3 separate regions of the Hordeum vulgare genome follow, and regions 1 and 3 are each linked to region 2. A link is a contact called in public Hi-C data. All regions are on one chromosome and are shown on one strand. The core of a region is the stretch at or near the end of the contact, and the rest is flanking DNA. Distances in the headings are between cores, read along the strand shown. Region 1 holds the start of LOC123448098 (probable arabinosyltransferase ARAD1). Region 2 holds the start of LOC123448096 (type I inositol polyphosphate 5-phosphatase 10-like). Region 3 holds the start of LOC123448092 (cytochrome P450 714C3-like).

Region 1 (4,009 bases), core at 1,492-3,991, 880 kb after region 2:
CGGATCGTGGGACGGATCGCGGGACGGTTCATGGGACGGTTCGCGGGGCGGATCGAGGGACGTGAGGACGTTCCACTACATCAACCGCGCTTCTTAACGCTTCTGCTGTGCGATCTACAAGGGTACGTAGATCGGAAATCCCCTCTCGTAGATTGACATCACCATGATAGGACTTCGTGTGCGCAGGAATTTTTTTGTTTCCCATGCGACATTCCCCAACACAGGGATCCTACAACTTGCACACAATGTGATGGTTTGATCCCAAAACTTGCAAAGTGACCCTATTTGATCCTACAACTTGCTTCTCTTGTGCAGTTTTAGTCCACAGCAAATCACATCGCGCCAAGTGGACAGAGTGGGGGCAGGGTTGGTGGTTTTGCAAAGTGGCCCTTCCATTTATCACTTATTAATCAACACCCAGGCCGTTTCAAATAGCACCTGAATTAATTAAAGCTCCTCAGTCATGGCGATGATCTCCTCCAGGTTGAGGAACATCTTGGTGCGGTGCCTCTTGATGATGAGCAGCCTGGGCTTGACCTTGGGGCTCTCCCCGAGCGCCACCGCGGTTTCCTTGGGCGGCGAGTAGGCGGCGCACATGAACCGGTTGAAATCGACCATGGTGACGTTGTGCGGTGACTTGGAGGCATCGATGGTGAACTCCATGTAGGCGTGCGTGCCGACTATGGTGTAGTTGAAGCAGTGCACCTGGTCGTCCTTGCTGAAGTCGATCAAGGGGTACTTGGACAGCTTCTGGAGCAGGGTGTGGTACTTGATGGTCCACCAGAGCGCCATGTCCGTGATGAGGAACTGGACCTCATCGTTGAACTGGCTGGCCGTGGTGAAGAGCGGCACGATCACGTCGGTGAAGTCGTGGAAGAGGTTCCCCGTGTAGCCGGTGAGCGAGAAGATCACCAGGGGCACGTCGTGGTACCTGGTGCACTCGGCGGCCACCTTGCTCGACTTCACCGTCAACTCCGTGATGTGGCTGAGGCAAAACTCGTCGCCTTTCCGCGGGTAAGGCTTGATCTTCCACACCTCGTCCCTCTGCGAACCGTCGGGCTCCATGAACAGTACCGATCAGTGCATCTTAAAGCAGACAGCAGTCTTGAAATATTTCGTCTCATTTGATGCGTGCGTGCATGTATACTTTATCGTCTCCTCACCTATCAAAACAGAGCACCATTGATAATGTGCACAGTTTAATTTGCCAGTGACATATGACAATTTCAAGGTAGTTAGACAGGCCATGAAAAACTAAGACATATTTTTTCTTGCTGGTTGCTATGATTTCCTACCTTCCAAATCCTCCTTCCTCCTTTGGTCTGATCGCTTAGGCTCTGCTTTTGCTAAGACCTCCAATTGCTCATTAAATTTGACTTGACTAACGGAACCGAAATAGATGCCTTGGCCATGTAGTAATCCAAATTCACAACAACAATAGCAGCATCACGTTCATCATCGAATATTAAACTAACATCATTCAAATATATGGAAATTTTTGTTGCAAAGCTTTCAAGTCTACATATTGCAGCTTCGACAACAGGGAAGCATAAACCAAAAGAACAAGAATGCATAGAGCAAACAGTATCAAAGAGCTGCAAGGAAATTTCCTGCCAAGACCCGCATCGCCATAACAGAGCACCATTGATAATGTGCAGAACTTCATTGGCCAGTGACGCCTGACGGTCGTCGTCACAACTGTGGTGGAACACAGGGATTCAGACATCGAAAGCAGGGATCAGAGATGATTACATAAGTCGAACGCACAGTTAATCAGACATAACTGGCACATGGCTACCTCCCAACTCAACTAATCAAATGTTCAAAATAAGTTGGGATCGATATCTGCACGTGAAATGATCTCTACTTCTCAAACTGGGTTACAGATGGCAATTAGTATCTGCAGGTAACAATCTCGATTTCAGTTTGAAAGTAGCCTATAAAGATATAGCAATAGCTGATATCATAAACCCTCAGGACAATATGTCTATCATATTTCTAAAAAAATATCTACAACAGTCATTGGTCTGATCGCTTAGGCTCTGCTTTTGCTAAGACCTGCAATTGGTCTTTAAATTTGTCTTACAATGAAAACAGTACTCTTCTTTGTATATGCACTCCTGATTAACCTGTATGGAAACAACAGAAAATACGAGGGGCAACGACAAGGAAAGCTGTTACCAAATCATAAACAGCGGCAGTCTGACAACCAAAGCACAACAACGCCAACACAAGGAAGCACTTGCAAAGATTCTGTAAACAAGATGACAAGCAGAAAAGAGAACATAGAACAGAGGCAAAATATAACCATGACACAATATAAAATTTGCAAACTTTTGGACGGAACTCTCTCCGATTCTGCAGCTATGAAGAGCTAACTGCAAGGTGCAAAATTTACTAATGGCATGAAGCAATGAGAAAAAGGTAGGCAAATGCAGAACTTCACTAACGTGTTGATTAATAAATGACAAATGGAAGGGCCACTTTGCAAAACCACCAACCCTGCCCACTCTGCGCGCTGTGATTCGTTGTGGACTAAAACTTCACAAGAGAAACAAGTTGTAGGATCAAATAGGGTCACTTTACAAGTTTTAGGATCAAACCATCACATTGTATGCAAGTTGTAGGATCCTAGTGCTATTACCTCAAGAAAAAAATGAAACTAGCTGCTTCATCTACTGGAGAGTCCAGTCCAGCAGCGCATGCTCACGTCATTTTCAAGGCCCAGTCCGGAAAGCACACACCAGCCAGCTAACCCACCCAGAACCAACCAAACTCCGACCACACGGAAAAACCCAACCTTTGCTTCCCCTTCCTTCCAATCCACCAGATCGACGATTCGCGATGCTCCCCCGTGCACCACTCCGGCCATGAGCCTCGCGCTCCATGGCGCCGCCCCGTGCTCGCGCTCTCCTCCTGCCGCTGGCGGCGGCCACCGTCCTAGTCGCCTCCACGATCTTCCTCTTCGCCGCCGCCGGCGCCAGCCGCTGGCGCCCAGCAGACACCGGCCTCCCCGTCCCGGCAACCCCCGCCGACTTCTCGGCCATCCCTGTCCGTGTGCGTGTAACATCCGCTGCTAAGGGTCAAGAGCTCTCCTTTCTTGACGAGAATGGCCGCCCCGACGACCCCGGCTCCGGCTCGGCGGCTGCTGCTGGACCTGGGAGATGCGACCCCCGCAACGCCGCTGTCAGGGTGTTCGTTTACGACATGCCGCTGGAGTTCCACTTCGGGCTGCTCGGCTGGGCGCCACCCCCCGGGGACGGCGGCGGCGTCTGGCCTGACGTTAGGGGCGGCGCAGTCCCGCGCTACCCCGGTGGGCTCAACCAGCAGCACAGCGTGGAGTACTGGCTCACGCTGGACCTCCTGGCATCCTCGTCAGGGGCACCGTGTGGTCCGGCGGTGAGGGTTGCCGACTCTCGTGATGCGGACGTGATCTTCGTCCCCTTCTTCGCATCACTCAGCTACAACCGCCACTCCAAGGCCGTGCCGCCAGAGAAGGTAAGCAGAGACATGTACCTACAGGAGAAGCTCGTCAGGTTTCTGGTGGCGCAGCCGGAATGGAAGAGGTCCGGGGGTACCGACCATGTCGTCGTCGCGCACCACCCCAACAGCTTGCTCCACGCCCGGTCGGCGCTGTTCCCAGCAGTGTTCGTGCTGTCTGACTTTGGGAGGTACCACCCCAGGGTTGCCAGCTTGGAGAAGGATCTCATTGCGCCCTATCGACATATGGCGAAGACATTTGTGAATGACACGGCCGGGTTTGATGATCGGCCAACATTGTTATACTTCCGGGGAGCCATTTACAGGAAGGAGGTAATAATTGTGCTTACTAATCCGGTTCCGCACACTGAAAACTTAAATTATGTACAATCTATGACTATGAGACGCCAATCGTGACATACTGTCATGGCACTGCTTAAATTCTCGCAGAAGCCTGCTGGTATTTGGCCAATTAGGTTTAGCTGATGAACAGAATTGATGAGATCTGTATTGAGAGACATAATTCAGA
Region 2 (3,574 bases), core at 131-2,630:
AATTGGGGCGATGCTACTGCTGCTGCCACGGTGACGGCACAAAAACAAGAAGTTTCAGAAAACTTCAACAAACCAATGACAACGAAACGAAACAGCGGAAATTGAACTCCTCAAAACAATGTGAGATGGACATGACTACCCGTCGAAATCACATTTGATAGCACACTGAAGCAAGCATATCATATCGTACTAACCTGCATCCTAATTTCTCGCAAGTACTACTAAAGTTTTTGTAGCAAATAAAGTCAGATCATATAGTTGGAGTGGCAACCAGTATGAAGCCAAAAAGCCTAGCTACAGATGAAAATGTAATTTTTTGAGGCAACATATCGCCTTTTTCCGTCGAGAAAAGGGAAGTGTGTATGTATGTGTGCAATAGATCTTGTAAACTATGTTGGCAAGCTCAAGGCATGGAAGGTGATGGAGTTTGACCAGCCTTTTTCAAGCAAGTGGGAAAAGTTCCAAATTGAATAGACTAAGCAGCAGCTCAAGCCAAAGCTGTCATGAAACAGCATAGAGCTGTGTTAACAGCTCCTTGGAACCATCCAGCAAGTGGTAAGGTGAGGGGGCTCTAGGAACTGTAATAAACATAGAAATTGAAATTTCTGAGAAAAAAAATGTTTGATAGTATAGTGTACAACAGGAACAAACAAACGAAGTTGCACTTTTAAAATTCATAAGAAAGTGCGATATTTGGTAGTATAATTGTCTGTCCGATTACACGCCAAAACCAAGAAGGGGGGAAGGAGACCACACTGATTCCCCGAGGCAGCCGTTTTGGCCTTGGCAGCGTCCAAAGCAGAGGGTGGTCGATCGATGCCCCCAAGAAAACATAGAGTGAAGTAAAGTATTCATAGAAAAATGGGTGAATTGCAGCATGGTTTTGGGCATGCATGGAGGAAGAATTCAGAATGACAACCGCAGAATGTTGTGGGGCAAGATAGAAGCGGGATAGCATACCAAACTGATTACTGTACTCCCTAATGATCAAGTTAAATTACACCACGGGATAAGCCTGCCAACAGAAGAGAAGAAAAGAGGAGAGGCTAGCCATGGAGGAGGAGGAGGAAGAAAACCTTGGTGAATGGCGATGGCTGTGGTTCCATGGAATTGGAAAGGAAGCGCGCGGCGGGAACGATGCCAAATGGACGCGGCCTAATAATACTACTAGCAGGAGGAAACGTACGTACTATTTTTGCAACGCGGTGGCGGTCTGCGAAAGCACCGGCCGGCTGGCCGGCTGTGTGTCACCGGTGCGTCCTTCTCGTGGTTGCCTTTGCCTGAGGCTCCCGGCGCAGACGAGCGGTTGACGAGGAAGGGGAGGAAATGGAGAGGGAGTGGGGGGGACGTGGTTGGTTGGTCAGGTCACATGAGGTCAAACCCAAACGGAGCCGTGGGAGGGAGGAAGAAGGGGAGCAGCTCCTGTTACCCGCGCGTGCGTTGCCTTTTCCCCAGGTTCCTGGAGGAGGAGTAATTCTCTTCTCCGTTCCGTTCCACGGTAAAATGGCCAAATTTTACGTGTGGTCAGACACCAGATCTTGTTACTAGTACCAAAATTTCCTGGTGTAGCTATAGATGCATGTTCACAACATCAAGTCAAACATTCTCGGACCACTTTGACCTCTATTTTTTTGGAGGAATAGTCAAATCACATGACTGTTTTTAGACGTTCTTGGTTCAGAAAACTCCTATACTTTGATTTGTGTTCCATCTAGGATTCTAGGTCTTTTGGAACGCATGGAGTTTAGACCAAGCTTACATGGTTTGCAACATTTTCTCAATATAAGCAGTCTTGGTTGCGAAACAAAAAATCTCGCCAAACTGGAGTAGTATCATACTTCTACGTACTAGCAAGTTCTTTTTCATAGGCTAGAGGGACTGGTAACTATTTTTCATCTAGGCGGCACCAGCATTGAATCTGGCAGCACGTACTGCGTACCTAGTTGCATGTTGCTCGATGGACCACTTTGACTTCTTCTTTTAGACGGATGGATCATGGACTGCGTCTCGCGTTCCTACTACCAAAACGTGCAGCCGTGTCCGACCCGTCCCGGATAGATTGATCATGTATGTCACGATAACTCCAACCGCACGATCAAAACAAACGCATGTTTTTTCCATTTGGACCGCCTATCAGTTCATTTGTGTTGGCTTTTGTATTTGAATCAGTCGGTGCGCCAAACGAGAGACATGCATATTTTATACTCCCTCCGTTCCTAAATACAGTATAAGTCTTTAAGCGATTTCATTAGAGGACTACATATAAAGTAAAATAAGTGAATCTACACTCTATAGTATGTCTATATACATCCGTATATAGTTTCTAATAAAATCTCTAAAGGACTTATATTATGAAACGGAGGGAGTAGTACATGTTCACGTTAGCATTCGGTCGAATATCTGATGAGCGAGCAGCTCGCCCCACCCCCGTGAGCTCACCTCTGTACCGCCGCCCCGCCCCATTGCCCCGCAGCTTGCACCCATGCCCTACCCATTCCCTGACAACTCGCCTGTGCATTGTCGCCCCGCCCGCGCAGCTTGCCTCTGCGCCGTCACCCTACCCGCCCCGCACCTTGCCTTGTTGCCCGCCCGTGCCCCGCGCGCTCGTGCTCGCGCCGGCCCATGCCCCGCCAGCTTGCGCTCGCCCAGCCCCCGCGAGCTCGTCTCTACGTCGTCGCCCCGCCCCGCAGCTCGCCTCACCACCTTGTCGGCTCGCGCCCGCGCTTGACAGTGCCTCGGCAGCTCGCCTCTACATCGTCCCCTTTCCCCCCGGTAGCTTGCTTCGCTGCCCGCCCCTGCCTCACCAACTCGCCTCGCCGCCCATCCGTGCCCCGCACGCTCGCCCTTGCTCGTGCTCCCGCGCAGCTCACCCCGCCCCCGCGAGCTCACCTCTGCGCCGTCACCCCGCCCCGTAGCTCGCCCCGCCGCCCTGCAGCTCGTCCCACCGCCTCGCCGGCTCGCTCCCGTGCCCCCGCACATGCCCCGTCGGCTCGCTCCCGCATGTGCCCCGCTAGTTCGCGCCCAAGCGCTCGTGCTCGCGCCCGCCCATGCCCCGCCAGCTCTGTCGCACCGCGGAGGGAGGAGGAGCGGGTGGAGGCGACACAGACGACAGGTGATGGTGCGACGGCGGCGATGGTGGGGGCTGAAGAAGAAGGGTGTCGGGCACGCCCCGCCCGTGAGGCTGCCCACTGACGGGGGCGAGCTCCGCGTCCTCGACATCGCCGCCAAGGACGGCGCGAGCATGCTCTTGTCTTCTCACACCACCACGTGGGCCGCGCCGCGCGGGGGCTACGAGGACGTCATCCTCGACTCCGGCAGCCTTCAGGGGCACGACAACGATGAGCTCGGATAGGTGGATGACAGGTGGGGTGGGCGGGACATGCAACGGACACACACATACGTGAAGGACGCAGAAAACGTTCGTATCGTGTCCACCTCCGGTCCAAATATGAATCAAATTTGAATGTAAAATGGGTCGGGTGGATACGAAACGGATATGATTTGGAAATTAATTTTTGGGTTGGGTCATTATTTTTGTCTACGGTGACAAAAAAAACGTGGTCAGACGAAATGG
Region 3 (4,088 bases), core at 916-3,415, 630 kb before region 2:
ATCCTTCACAAGAAAACCACAGGGAACAAATTCAACAGAGCATGAGTTATCTTTGGTAAACTTGCGAACGGAGATAAGGCTAGTGACTACGGTGGGAGAGACAAGTATGTCCGTGAGGCGAAAGTTGTGGGGATGAAGGAGTGTGGAGCCGGTGGCGGTGATGGGGAGATGTTGTCCATTGCCAACGAGAATGCTAGAAGGAACATGCTGTAATGAACGACTAGATGAGGTTAGGATACCTTGGTTGTCGGTCACGTGCGAAGAAGCTCCACTGTACATGTACCACTCGGGGGGCGTGAGGCATGTTGATGCCGGAGTTGCTGAAGGCGGCGTTGAGCATGGCGAGGTGCTCCCACGATGTTGGCGTGGGTTGGTATGGCGGTGGCGTCGGAGGAGGAGGGTACATGGCGTAGGCGTGAGCATGGGCACCGGGTCGGGGTCCCAAAACGCCAGCGGCATTGGGAGGGATCCAACCAGGGCGCGGTGATGGCAGGGCCATGCCGTATGGAGCGAAATATCCGGTGAATGGAGAGAACACCCGCGGAGAAGACTGGTTGCGCCCGGAGGAATCGTTGCGTCCACGGCCACGACCACGTCCACGGCCACGATCACCATCGCCGCGGCCACGGCCAACGGGTTGATGTGGAGGGTGCGGATGGCCCTGTGTGCGGTCGAAGGAGGAGCGATCAGAGGGACCAGTGATGGGTCCACGGTCATTGGATCCACGGGCGCTAGCCTCGGAGTTGGTGCTGGGGGCGCGGTCACCACCAGTGAAGGCGAAGGCGGAGGCACTCTCCTCGGCGGCGTGTTGCGCCTACAACTCCTCCGCAAGGACCACCCTGGAGAGGACGGTGTCGAAGGGGAGCTCCTGATCATCGAGGACGACGCGAATCTTGTCGAGGCGTTTGTCCAGGCCATGGAGAAACTGGGTGGTGAGGTCGGTTTCGCTGACGGCGTGGTCGATGTTGGCGAGACCGTCGATGAGGAGCTTCATGCGGCGCGCGTACTCGGAGACGGATAGATCACCTTGCTTGAGGTTGCGGTACTGCCGATTGAGAATCATGAACCGGGCAGCACGATTGGCGAGGAAGAAGTCTTTGATCTTCTTTCAAATGGAGTAGGTGGTAGTGGCGCCGACAACGTGGTCGATCATGGGATCCGCGAGGGTGGCATAGAGCGAGAGGGCGACGTGGGCGTCGAGCTCAAGATAGGCAGCATTGGCGTTGGGAGGCGGAGGGTGTTCGATGAGATAGAGTACACCATAGCGGATCGGGACCATGAGGAAGAAAGATTTCCACTTGTGGTAGTTGTGATCGGCGGGGTTGAGGTGAAATTTGATGTGGTTTGTGATATGGTCAGAGAAGATGGGGTGGCGAGGTGTAGGTGTGGCCGGCGGCGACGGGGGTGTGGTGAAGAGAGGAGCAAAATGAGATCCGGGGGCAGGGGAGGAACCCTGGAAGAAGAAGGGTGGCGGCGGTACCGCAGGAGAAGTGGCGGCCGTGTGGGCGTCGGCGGTCGCGAGGGAGGTCACCGAGGTCGGCATCGAGCCAAAGATTGGAGCAGCGGAAGAGGAGGAGGAGGAGGCAGCGTCGGGGTCGGCCATAGGGACCTGGTAAAACTGATACCAAGTTGAAATATGAAACTTCCTTGAGTGATCAATAGATTACATGTGTGAGGTATATATAGGTGAAAGTCCCACGTTCTATACATGTGGCTGAAGTGGTCAATGTGGGTTTTCCCTAGTTCCTATTGTTGTGGTACACAAAAGGTTACAAGAGTTATCTAACACCGTTTTCGCAGTCAGGAAACGTATAAGCAGATAAATTAACCTGAGTGCCCAATGAGGGAAGAAGTGGGAAGAGAAAATTACCACGACCATGGTGGCACGGTCAGTGCCTGGAGACGGCGATGCGTAACTATGCCCGTCGACGGAGACGGCAGGCCAGCCGCGCGGGCTCTGCCCTTGCCCGACGGCTGGTGGGTGGCGGTGGGGGAGGCGCAGGACAGTGGGAGCAGCGCAACAGACGCGTGAGAGAGAGGCACGAAGGTGGGCCCGGCCGGGCCGAGCCACCTCGATGGCAATGGGCTGAGATTTCCGGAGCAGGCCCACTCTCCCTACGTTTCTTCTTCTCCAAGGTCCAAGCCCATTCTACTGCTGCCCCTCACTCAGTCCTCTGCTTCATCCGCGATTCCATTCCTCAATCGACATGGCCGTCGTTGTGGGTAAACTTCGTAGCCGATTGATCTCTCATTCCCAGAGATTCTCGTAGCATTCGATGTTTGTAGTGATTAATCGCCATTCCTTCTTCTCGCCGGCGCGCGCGCTGCTGGCAAATGCAATTAACGCGACGGAGTCGGCGGTCTAGCAACGGCGCGCTCCTCGCCGGCACATCCGGTAAACCAGGTGTTGGATGCCTAGCTTGCACAGGACCTTTTGCCGTGGGTAATGAGGATGCTTCCGCCATTCGCAGGGAGGGGATCATCAGGACACAAGAAGACGGCCAAGGAAGGCCGAGATCCAGGGCCGCGAGTGTTGAATCCATTGACCGAGGACTCATTCCCACAGCCAGGAGCTCTGGTCAACTTAGCTACGCATGGCCATGTGGCAGATGTTGGTTCTCCGACCGACGACGGCTGGTTTTATCCACTCTGTCGTAAGCGAAATCGAACTGAACAACAGTTTTGGCAATACAACTACAACAGTTTTGGCAACAGTTTTGGAGTCTGATTTCGATGTAGTAGTTGGTGCCAATCGCAGCATGCAACACCCGCAGCAAGGTTTCGTCTGTGGAACAGAACGTGATTGCTGCCGTTGTTGTCTGTGAAAAAGGCTGATACAAGGTTTCCGAACTTTTCTGAGTTGTTACCGGATTCGTTCACCTATTTTCCCCACCACTTTACACAGTTCAGCAGAGGCTGAGCTGCATCATCAACGACCTCTTACTCTCAAATTTCTAACCGTGTTTTCCATCTGATAACTCAGCCTGCAAGGGTCCATAGTTGCAGGTAATCCTTGTTTTTTTTGTTATTATTTGGTTATCAGAAAATTCTCTCCTCTGTTTAGAAGTATGCTTTGCGTCGCTAGCGGAGAACCTATCAATCAATATACACGACGCATATATTACTAATAAGTCAACCAGGCAGAATACTGTCAGTAGATGCCAAGAACTGAAAGCAAGATAATAAAGAATCAGAAACTGAACAAGACAAGATAGCATTCATATCCTCGAGTTCTAAAACCGATGAGAATCTAGTGGATTGCATAATGTACTTTGTAGTAGTTGGACATGAACAAAGTAGCCATTTATCGTATATGTTTGACAAGAAGTCTCCCCTCTCTCCCCTACTCTGTCTGTCTCATGGAGAAACTTCATCTGCTAACTCTGCTTCTTCCCATACTTGTTGGGTTACCTCTGTTGTACATCTGTGACATACTATGGCTGAGGCCAGAGAGGATAAGAAAGAAGCTGAGGAAGCAGGGAGTTAGGGGTCCCAGGCCTACTTTGTTCTATGGCAACACCCAGGAGATGAAGAGAATCCGGCAAGAGGCCGTTTCTGCGCAGAAGCAAGACACCAGTAACTACATATCCACCCTCTTCCCTCACTTCCTTATCTGGAGGGAAACATATGGTATGTGGTCAAAAGCTCCATCCATGCATGAATTTTCTCTGCAGTAAAACCACACCTTTTTTTTTTGTTCTTTTTTAGCAGTAACACATGTTATTTGCTTTGAATTCATCTCTAGTATGTTGCTGATTAGATGTTTTTATTCTTGTGACATAAGACTATAAGATAACAAAGTTTATATTTACAGTTTGTTGGGGTGACTAACCAATCTTTCTAATATTCAGCATGACAGTGCCACAAAGCCTCCAGCACTATCTTGTAGTATATGTCCTCTCGTCTCTGTTTCTATTTATGCTTTGTAAATTTCATTAATGTAAGGCATCCACCCCAGCAACCATATTGTCCAAAAGATAAAACTACATTATACTCAGTTACATGTTCTGCACTGTGTGTGTCGCTCATGGTTAGTGGCAAACAACTTCCTTATAAACCTTAGTAAGGTATGTAGGACGGTCTCTCAA

The links. Hi-C and Micro-C count contacts between places; a contact is called where the count stands out from the background.
Region 1: a contact with region 2 is called in a Hi-C map of seedling, with 5 times the contacts expected there. The contact joins the promoter of LOC123448098 here to the promoter of LOC123448096 in region 2. A contact is called at or near these places in 2 of 6 Hi-C or Micro-C datasets (leaf and seedling).
Region 3: a Hi-C map of seedling shows a contact between it and region 2, with 2.1 times the contacts expected there. The contact joins the promoter of LOC123448092 here to the promoter of LOC123448096 in region 2. A contact is called at or near these places in 2 of 6 Hi-C or Micro-C datasets (leaf and seedling).

The regions. Positions count from the first base shown.
Region 1 is chr4H:121,437,981-121,441,989 of MorexV3_pseudomolecules_assembly, forward strand. It overlaps LOC123448098 (probable arabinosyltransferase ARAD1), which reads left to right and starts at 2,742. Exons shown (of 2, transcript XM_045124867.1): 1 at 2,742-3,813. The coding sequence starts at 2,887. LOC123450346 (alpha-1,3-arabinosyltransferase XAT3-like) reads right to left here and starts at 1,074. Exons shown (of 1, transcript XM_045127648.1): 1 at 448-1,074. The coding sequence starts at 1,074. The coding sequence ends at 448.
Region 2 is chr4H:120,562,941-120,566,514 of MorexV3_pseudomolecules_assembly, forward strand. It overlaps LOC123448096 (type I inositol polyphosphate 5-phosphatase 10-like), which reads right to left and starts at 1,381. Exons shown (of 7, transcript XM_045124865.1): 1 at 1,191-1,381.
Region 3 is chr4H:119,936,559-119,940,646 of MorexV3_pseudomolecules_assembly, forward strand. LOC123448092 (cytochrome P450 714C3-like) reads left to right here and starts at 2,166. Exons shown (of 6, transcript XM_045124862.1): 1 at 2,166-2,395; 2 at 2,472-3,630. The coding sequence starts at 3,288.